Linked DNA regions of Mus musculus: regions 1 and 2 are each linked to region 3. The links are chromatin contacts, called in public Hi-C maps. All regions are on one chromosome and are shown on one strand. Each heading gives the region's core, a stretch centred on a gene start, on an enhancer-like site or on the middle of the called end of the contact. The rest is flanking DNA. Distances are from core to core; before and after follow the strand shown.

The links. A called contact is a pair of places that touch in the nucleus more often than the background predicts.
Region 1: a contact with region 3 is called in a Hi-C map of bone marrow-derived macrophages, with 14 read pairs. The contact joins two enhancer-like sites. A contact is called at or near these places in 4 of 39 promoter capture datasets (cranial neural crest, embryonic stem cells, hippocampal neurons and 1 more), 3 of 15 datasets of contacts at CTCF or cohesin (hippocampal excitatory neurons, large pre-B cells and pro-B cells), 93 of 484 Hi-C or Micro-C datasets (3T3-L1-derived adipocytes, the AtT-20 cell line, B cells and 60 more), 10 of 115 datasets of contacts at active chromatin or transcription factors (astrocytes, bone marrow-derived dendritic cells, bone marrow-derived macrophages and 7 more) and 3 of 9 other capture datasets (adipose tissue, liver and macrophages).
Region 2: a Hi-C map of bone marrow-derived macrophages shows a contact between it and region 3, with 12 read pairs. The contact joins two enhancer-like sites. A contact is called at or near these places in 1 of 39 promoter capture datasets (the C10 cell line) and 1 of 484 Hi-C or Micro-C datasets (bone marrow-derived macrophages).

Annotation. Positions count from the first base shown.
Region 1 is chr1:166,428,326-166,431,403 of GRCm38.p6, reverse strand. No RefSeq gene overlaps it. Among named protein-coding and RNA genes, the nearest start is that of Gm39694, 2.8 kb to the left of the region's middle. Within about 2 kb of position 1,688, at least 26 of the 459 cell types and tissues checked have an H3K27ac peak or open chromatin away from gene starts, as enhancers often do. A contact at or near this core is called in the Ba/F3 cell line, the CH12 cell line, Th1 cells and 1 more, where this site is marked.
Region 2 is chr1:166,630,665-166,633,397 of GRCm38.p6, reverse strand. Gm4847 (predicted gene 4847) reads left to right here. Exons shown (of 9, transcript NM_001164312.1): 8 at 663-738. Among named protein-coding and RNA genes, the nearest start is that of Gm4847, 16 kb to the left of the region's middle. Within about 2 kb of position 1,412, at least 5 of the 459 cell types and tissues checked have an H3K27ac peak or open chromatin away from gene starts, as enhancers often do. A contact at or near this core is called in bone marrow-derived macrophages, where this site is marked.
Region 3 is chr1:167,219,216-167,222,074 of GRCm38.p6, reverse strand. No RefSeq gene overlaps it. Among named protein-coding and RNA genes, the nearest start is that of Gm46170, 46 kb to the left of the region's middle. Within about 2 kb of position 1,309, at least 28 of the 459 cell types and tissues checked have an H3K27ac peak or open chromatin away from gene starts, as enhancers often do. A contact at or near this core is called in the Ba/F3 cell line, the CH12 cell line, Th1 cells and 1 more, where this site is marked.

The sequences.
Region 1 (3,078 bases), core at 439-2,938, 790 kb after region 3:
AAAGTGTGGAACAGAGACTGAAGGAAAGGCCATCCAGAGACTCCTCACCTGGGCATCCATCGTATTTACAGACACCAAACCCAGACATTATTGTGGATGCCAAGAAGTGCTTGCTGACAGGAGCCTGATATAGCTGTCTCCTGAGAGGCTCTGCCAGAGCCTGACAACTAGAGGCAGATGCTCACAGCCAACCATTGGACTGAGCACGAGACCCCAATGGAGGAGTTAAAGAAAGGACTGAAGGAACTGAAGGGGTTTGCAACCCCATAAGAGGAACAACAATATCAACCAACCAGACCCCCCTAGAGCTCCCAGGAACTAAGCCACCAACCAAAGAGTACACATGAAGAGACCCATGGCTCCAGCTTCATATGTAGCAGAAGACGGACTTGTCAGACATCAATGGGAGGAGAGGCCCTTGGTCTTGGGAAGGCTGGATGGCCCAGTGTAGGGGAAGGCCAAGGTAGGGAGGCAGGAGTGGGTGGGTGGAATAGGGGGAGGGAGGATGGTATAGGGGGGTTTCAGAGGGGAAACTGGGAAAGGGGATAACATTTGAAATGTAAATAAATAAAATATCCAATTAAAAAAATAACAAGTAAGAAATAGAGTTTCACTATCACTGCCTTCCTTTTTACTGTGAATTTTTCATCTGTCTCCCACACTCAGCCTTTGTTTGGAGAGCAGAGGAAGCTCTCAGCCCTCAGCCCTCCCTTGCTCTGTATGGCACGTGGCTCCGGTCATGGTCCTGTGTCTTCTTTGTTTTCTAAGGCACCTTTCTCCGATGTATAAACTTAGAAAAGGTATGGGAAGACCGAATAGACACCAGGGGCAGAGCTCCTCGCCCTCCAGAGAAAGTCGAATCTGCTGAAGAGGCACTGGGGCCAGGTGGCTGGATGTCAGGACCACATCTGCCTCTTACTATTTGGTATTACCACAGGGAAACTGCTTAATCTACCTTAATGTCAGCTTTCTCATTTATAAAACAGCAAAAGTTGTAAGAGTTAAAAAGATATCAAGGTGTCCTGACTCATCAAAGCGCTTGTCCATCTGACTTGCCAGTATCAGTGTGGGGGAGACTCTGCGCAGACGGAATAGAGACGTTGCAACCTGCATCTCCTCAGCACTTTACATTTCTGGGCAATGTCCAAGAGCCTAAAATGGCTCGGCAAATTTAAGATGATAGTACAAGGATCAGAGACAAGAGGACTTAAGAACCACCTACTGAGTCACCCCAAATGCAAGCCATGATGTGCCAATTCTAACTAAAAATAGGAAGGGGAAGGAAAAAAAAAAAAAACTTGCCTTTGGAAATAAAAAATCTAATCTTACCAACAGTGGCCCAGATCCCTTACTTCCTATTTCTGTTTCCCTTTCCTGTCAGTAAATGATAATAATAGCCTCTGTGCAGTGTGGCTGTGAGATGCAGCCACTCCCTCTTCAAGTCTCCCGCCTTCCCTGGCAGTCTGTTACTCGGGTCATTGAGACTGAAGCCTCCGCCTCTACAAGAGCCACAGCCATGTGTAAGTCCGACAGATCTGGCTTAGCAGCACGCTCTTTTTGCTGTTTACAAGAATTGTGAAGAGTAACAGTATCTCGTGGGTGTCTCAAAACAACACTGCACAAGTAAGAGTGTTTTAATGCAGAAACGAATGGTTAAGAAGTGTCCGTATTCTTAGACTGAGAGCCATTCACAATCGTCTGAAGATCTTGTTTCAAAGAAGCTGCCTCAGTGATCAGCTGCTCTCTCTCATCAGACGGGTTACTCACGTTGAATTTTCTGATATTTGGGTTGGAAATAAAGTCATCACTTTTTAATCTGAAATATTAATTATTAATATTTAATATTTGAAAATCTCTTTATTTTATTTTTTATATTCATTTGTTCTCTCTCTCTCTTTGTGTGTGTGTGTGTGTGTGTGTGTGTGTGTGTGTGTGTGTGTGTGTGTCTGTGTGTCTGTGTGTCTGTGTGTCTGTGTATGTGGAGACCAGAGGACAACCTCAGGGAGCAGGCTCCCTCCTTCCACCACGTGGTCCCAGCGTGGAACTCAGGTGCTCAGGTTTGGCAGTGAGAGCCATCGGAGCCATCTTGGCAGCACAGAAACATCCTCTTTAAAAATGTCTAAATCAAAAAGTAAAAATTGCTTTAACACCCATTCCATCCTGAAAAACAGCTTCAACTGCTGATTGCTGCAAATATAGTTTTGGGGTGCCCTCTAGTGCTGAAATATTGATAATATACCAACCATGGCTCTAGGAAATCTATACTGAACACACCCTCTAGTGTTAGAGTAAGACCAGACTAGGCTCAGGACACACACACAATTATACAAACACACACACACACACACACACACACACACACACACACACACACACACACCACACCACACCACACCACACCACACCACATACCACACCACATATCAGCCCATATAATATAGCCACAAATAAAGCCACAGAGTGAAGTCTGGAATAAACTTCTAATCTGTCCAATAATAGGTGCTTCTATTCAGCTCAAAGGACCATTACCCTACCTAAAAGATAAGGCATCAAAAACTGACCAGAAAGCAATGGATATGTGCAAACTCTTTGACAGAGAATTTAAAATGGCTGGGTCTTTTTGTTTGTTTGTTTTGGTTGTTTTTTGTTTTTTGTTTGTTTGTTTGTTTGGGTTTTGTGGGGGGGGTGGGTTTTTTGTTTGTTTTTTTTTATTTTTGTTTTTCAAGACAGGGTTTCTCTGTGTAGCCCTGGCTGTCCTGGAGCTCATTCTGTAGACCAGGCTGGCCTCGAACTCAACTGCCAGAAGTCATTGAGGAAAGGCTAAAGACAAACAAGTAGGTTTTCTGGAGATGGCCCACTGCTTTGCACAGCTGCAATGGGTAAGCTCTGATTTGCAGGATCTTCAGAGATTTTTATCCCAGGATTTCTTCTTCCTGCTGGTATGCCTTTCCTGTCACTATTACATAGCCTAATGATTCCTGGGTATTAGCCTACCCTGTTGGGCAGATTCCCTGCAGTTCAATAAAGATATCTTATCACGTAATAGTGCTGTGTTGACAAACTGAAATTTTTATAGTT
Region 2 (2,733 bases), core at 163-2,662, 590 kb after region 3:
CACCATGTGGCACCTGGAGAAGCAACAAGGCAAACAGTTTATAAGTATCATGTCTGCTACACTCTGTCTTGTCTCTCTAGCATAATTTAACATTCTGTTTGTTGTATCTTCTTTGTCTGTGGCACATTCATACATGCAGAATTTCTGTGTGCAATTACTTGATCTCCTTTCAAAATGTAGTTGTCAAAGTGCAGGGTGCTCTTCCATCAGTATGTACTTTCAGAAAGCACAATAAAAACTAAGAGATCTTCTCTTAACTCAACACACAGAAAAAATGCATTTGGGATGTAAGCTCAATGCTAGGCAATGTTCTTATACATGAGACCTTGAGTCACGTCCCAGGTTAGGTTAAGGATCTTTGAAAGACAATAAAAAACACCTCAAAGGCATTCATAGTATTCAGGGATGTTGAGTGTACATTTAAACTAAGAAAAGTTTAAACACTTTTTATCTTAAAGGAAAGCTAGGTAACGTAAGTGACATCCTGGGCATGACGGTGTAAAAGAAATTCTCTTCCTTTGGAGCTCCTTAAACATGAGGTTTTGATTATTAATTTTATAGAGGTCTGACAATTTCATTCTATTTCAAAACCTTTATTTTTGTTTATGTGTGTACCTTGGTCCTCCTGTCAACCTTTCAATGTTTATATATTGTTTTCTCAGGAATAAAAAAGTTGCCCTCAAGGAGAGCCATGATAGCCGACATCAACAGAAAGAATCATCAAATAATGGCCAAAGGGTAAGGAGCCTACTTTTCTGTTAAAGTAAATGAAACATGTTCAGAGGGGGATATTTGATTTTACTCTTTATATAGTTTGCAACTAAATGAGCCCTAATATGATAATTTTAGTTCAGTGACATCATTTTTCACATGGAGCTGACTGTGGAACCTAAATCTGACATTATGAGTTAAATAACCACAGAACACCAAGTCTACATGATGAGTAGAAGGTAAACTCACTGTGGAAATAAGAATAGAGTTTTTTTAAAACCTTAACTTGTACCTACCAGATATACCACTTCTCAGCATTTACCCAAAAACTCCAGGCATCACAGAGTCAAACTGGACATTAGCATGTATTGCAATCCCTAGTCACAGTAGCTAGGTTAGAGACAAGATGTAGGCATCCACGGAAATAGAGTTAAAATGTGTATTTTGTTCACAATGGAGTTTTTAGTCCTAAACAAGAATAAGGTATGCCACTTGCAAGAGTATAGATATAAATGAAAAGGGTAGTTGTATTGTATTTTTCCCTCATTTGTTGTCCCAGACAGTACAGATACATAAAATCATATGTGTTGGTGACATGGAAATAGGAACAAAACAATCTGTGTAACTAAAGGGAACAATGGCGTGAGAGAGGAAGTGTAGGGAAGTCAGGGGTCATAAGCTTAAAATAGATCATATACTTGCATGAACGTTCTCTTAGGTAACCCTGGGTAATGTTTTAAAATTTTAAAAACAGAACAAAGAAGGGTGCATCATACCCAGAAAATAGCATCCTGCAGCCCTTCTCTTCCTCTTCTGGCAGATCTGGTTTATCTTCTGGTCCTCCTTGGTATTTCCTAAGCCTTAAAGTGTGTGATACAAATACCCTGCTTAGGGTTGAGTGCTTATCCATTGCCTGTTCTCAGACCCACAAGTCATGAACTCACCACCACCCATTACAAAGAGAAACTGTGGATTAAGGCTGAGAGTAGCAATATTTGTGTAAGAGTATAAACACAAATATCTAGAAAGCAATTTGGAGTCACACAAGTTTAACTACACACTAGTAAATACTCTCCTATGGCCTTGAAACTCTTCACTCATGGAGTTATGGCTGAGTGTCTAGGATGAGGCATGCATTTCCTCCTGTGGAGCAGGCCTCAGATCCAATCAGAGGGTGGTGGTTGCTCACATATCATTCTTGCTGCTGTGGTACCAGTGACCAAGGCTTGCCTGGCAGATTGGAATTGCCTTTCACTAAGGTTCACAGCTGGGTAAGATCAATGATGACCACTCCTCCCCTGCATCCATGAATTTGGTGATAAGAGCCATACTGCTGCCTTACTTAGCCTGCATACATTTATTTCTCCCTCACTTGGCTACTTTCATTCACTCTTTTTATGTTTATCTTAAATAATACAAATTTATCTCCTCTCAACATTGTGAAAAGTTTTTATTTATTTATTTATTTTAAGTCAAGGCACTGTCTATTTGTGTTTCTTTTACCCAGGGATAATTTGACAAGGTGGTCTCTTGTTTGGCATATTTTTTTTTTTTGAGATGGGGCTTCATTTCGTAGCCTAAGCTAGCTTTGAACTCATTTCATAGCCCAGGCTGACCTTGAACTTATTGTAATTCTCTTTCCTTGGCCTCCTGAGTACTGGGACTAGTAGGTGTCTTGAAGAGGGGCCTTTTATTCTCAGGTATTTACAATTTACAAAATTAGTAACATGTTTACATACCAATAACCAAAAGGAATAATTGTATACAGAATTAGTATCTAGAGAAGATAGTTTATGTAGATTGGAATCAAGAAGTAAGCAATGGAGTTTCATATACTACGGCTTATATGTACTCCTTGGTAGTTTAATTCACATGATGGATCTGGATTCTGAATGTATAAGGGAAATCCAGATGTAAGATGTCATTCCTTTTTATATATTTTTGTCACTCTTCTGAGTATGTGGGAACTTTAAAACCCTCAGAGATTCACAACATGTGTTGAGAGACCATATTGTGCCTAAG
Region 3 (2,859 bases), core at 60-2,559:
CTTTTGCTCTTTGTCGTTCCTGACAGTTCCCATGTCTTAGCTTCCCTTCATCTCTACTTCTCATCCTGTCTTTCCAGATGCTTGCTTTTTGCTAACCCTGGAACTAGGCAGGCCTCTGGATAGGAGCCTCAGCAGTGTCCCCTCTTTCCCTAGGGTGGTTTTGCTGGTGAGGCAGGGCAGTGATGCTGCTCTTAATTCTTTCTATGTGTATGGCTGTTTTGCCTTCATGGTATATCGGTACCGCTTGTTTGCATGGTATCCTCAGGCCAAAAGAGGGCATCAGATGCCATGGAATTGAAGTCACAGGTAGTTGTGAGTCTCCCAGTTTTAGCTCCAGATTAACATTGCTTTAATGAAGCCATCAATGGGCTGGCTTGCAGACAATGGCTTCAATACAAGGAGTAGAGAGAGGGTCTTGGAACATGGCATTGTAGGCTTCAAGAGACTAGGGTAGGTGGATTCCTTCACGATATGCTGGGGGTGTTTAGGTGCTTTAAGGCGGATCTAAAGTTTAAGTTAATGGCACATACCTGTGACCCCAATATTAAGCTGAGGCAAGATGACAAATTTGAAGTCATCTTGGGTCACATACAAAGACCCTATCTCAGAAAAATCCCTCCCAATCGCCCCTTCGCCACCACAAAGAGAACAATTTAAGAGGTCATTTTCTCGACTGGGGATGTTTCTTGGTACCAAAGCACCTGCCTAGCATAAGCAAGAGGTCCAGGCTCAATCCCCAACATTGCAAAACCGAAACTATGAGCTAGCTGTTACCCTAGTCTTGCGTGTATACTTACATACATATTTCAATAAACCATGAGCTAAAATAACATGGGAACCCATTAGAGACAGGACTAAGCCCTGGTATATACATCTTAGGAACATAAAACTACCCTCTATGTAAACACCACATCTACCCTGGGCCCTGACTTGTACTGTTTGGATTCAGTGGCTCCAAGGACTTGTGTGTTGAGTTCTGACTGTCCTGGCTGGGGCAAGCCAGCACCTGGTGACAGCTCCCCTGCCTGGACGGGATGCTCATCACACGTGTGCATTTCAGAGGAGCCCTCCCAGTGCCATCTGCTTCCTCTGAAGTAAACGGCCTCCATTGTAAAATCACACTAGATTTTTCCTGTGTTTGTTATGTGTTCACTCATACTTAAACAGACAGACAGACAGACAGACAGACAGACAGACAAACACCCCTCCAAAAAGCAAACCAAACCTGTGAAGGATGCTAAGAAATGTGCTGGTTCTCCGGGATCACTGGAAAACTGAATTCAGCTGCTGCAAAGGTCTAACCTAAATGACAGGAAGTCTGGTGTGTGTCTGCCATCTAGTGGTGGGGATTCAGACGGCAGCAGGAGTGGGTGGCTTCAGTTCCTGGACAGCCATTTGACTGGCTATTGATATTTAAGAGATGTATACTCAGGTGCTATTAAAAGTATTAACTACTAATATGACTTTAAAAAAATATTTAAGCCTCCACTAGAGCACATAGAAACTAACTCCCTTAATTTCTCCATGGCAACAATTGTGAGTGGATTGGGATGGGGGGAGGGAGTGTGGATGTGTGTGTGGATGGGTGTGTAGGTGTGAGTGTATATGTGTGTGTGTAGGCTAGAAGTTGTCAAGTGTCTTCCTCAATCACTCTCTTCTTCCTCTTCCTCCTCCTCCTCCTCCTCCTCTTCTTCTTCTTCCTTTCTTCTTCTCCTCTTCTTCTTCTTTCTCTTCTTCCTCTTCTTCCTCTCCTCCTCCTCCTCCTCCTCCTCTTCTTCTTCTTCTTCTTCTTCTTCTTCTTCTTCTTCTTCTTCTTCTTCTTCTTCTTCTTCTTCTTCCTCTTCCCCTCTTCCTCTTCCTCCTCCTCCTCCTCCTCCTCCTCCTCCTCCTCCTCTTCTTCTTCTTCTTCTTCTTCTTCTTCTTCTTCTTCTTCTTCTTCTTCTTCTTCTTCTTCTTCTATTATTATTATTATTGATAATATCCCACTATGTAGACCAGGCTGGTCTCTAACTCACAGAGACCTGCCTCCTGCCTTCTTGGGTGCTGGGGTTAAAGGTGTGTATCATCACGTCATCCTATACCATTTATTTATTTATTTATTAGGTGTGTATCATCACGTCATCCTATACCATTTATTTATTTATTTTAGAGGGGTTTCTCTCATGTGGCTAGAGACCACAGGTTCTGTAAGGTGGCATGTCCCTGCCCACGAAATGGATGTGTGCTGTAGGATCCAGAGGATTCTGGGACTGCATTCAGGCCCTCATGCTTGTATGGCCACCTCCCCAGCCCCAAGGCTACAGCTGTTTCTACTACAGTAGTTTTTACAGGCTGCTATCATCAGCTGTCTATGTGCATGTGTGCACATGTGTGTGGTTATTATTATTTTAAAAGCATCACTGGGATCTACCCTGAGAACTCTGAGCCTGTAGACCTGGAAGAGGATCAGTGATAACAGGTTGTTGGGGTGAGGTGGATCAGCTCTACAGGGAGGGTTGGAACCCCAGGACCTACCTTGTGCATTTTTACCCATAGGGACCCTCACACCCTGGTGTTCCTAGCACTTGTAATGCTGCCTCTCCCAGACATGTCCCAAGCATTGCAGATGGGGACTGGAAAGGTAAAATTCACTGCAATTAAGGGAAGAGAGAAGGAGCCACTGGAGTCCTTTCATTCTTTCAGTTAAAAGCAGACCGTGGGGAGATGCCACTTGTCTCCATAGATGCCACCCCACACCAGCTCTGTTTTGCACAACAGTTCCTGGAGAGCAGGGAGTGTGTCTGCATCACTGAGCATCCAACATGGCCCACCAGAGTTCCATTGGAACAAGGTACTAACTAGAGAAAGTCCCATGGTGCC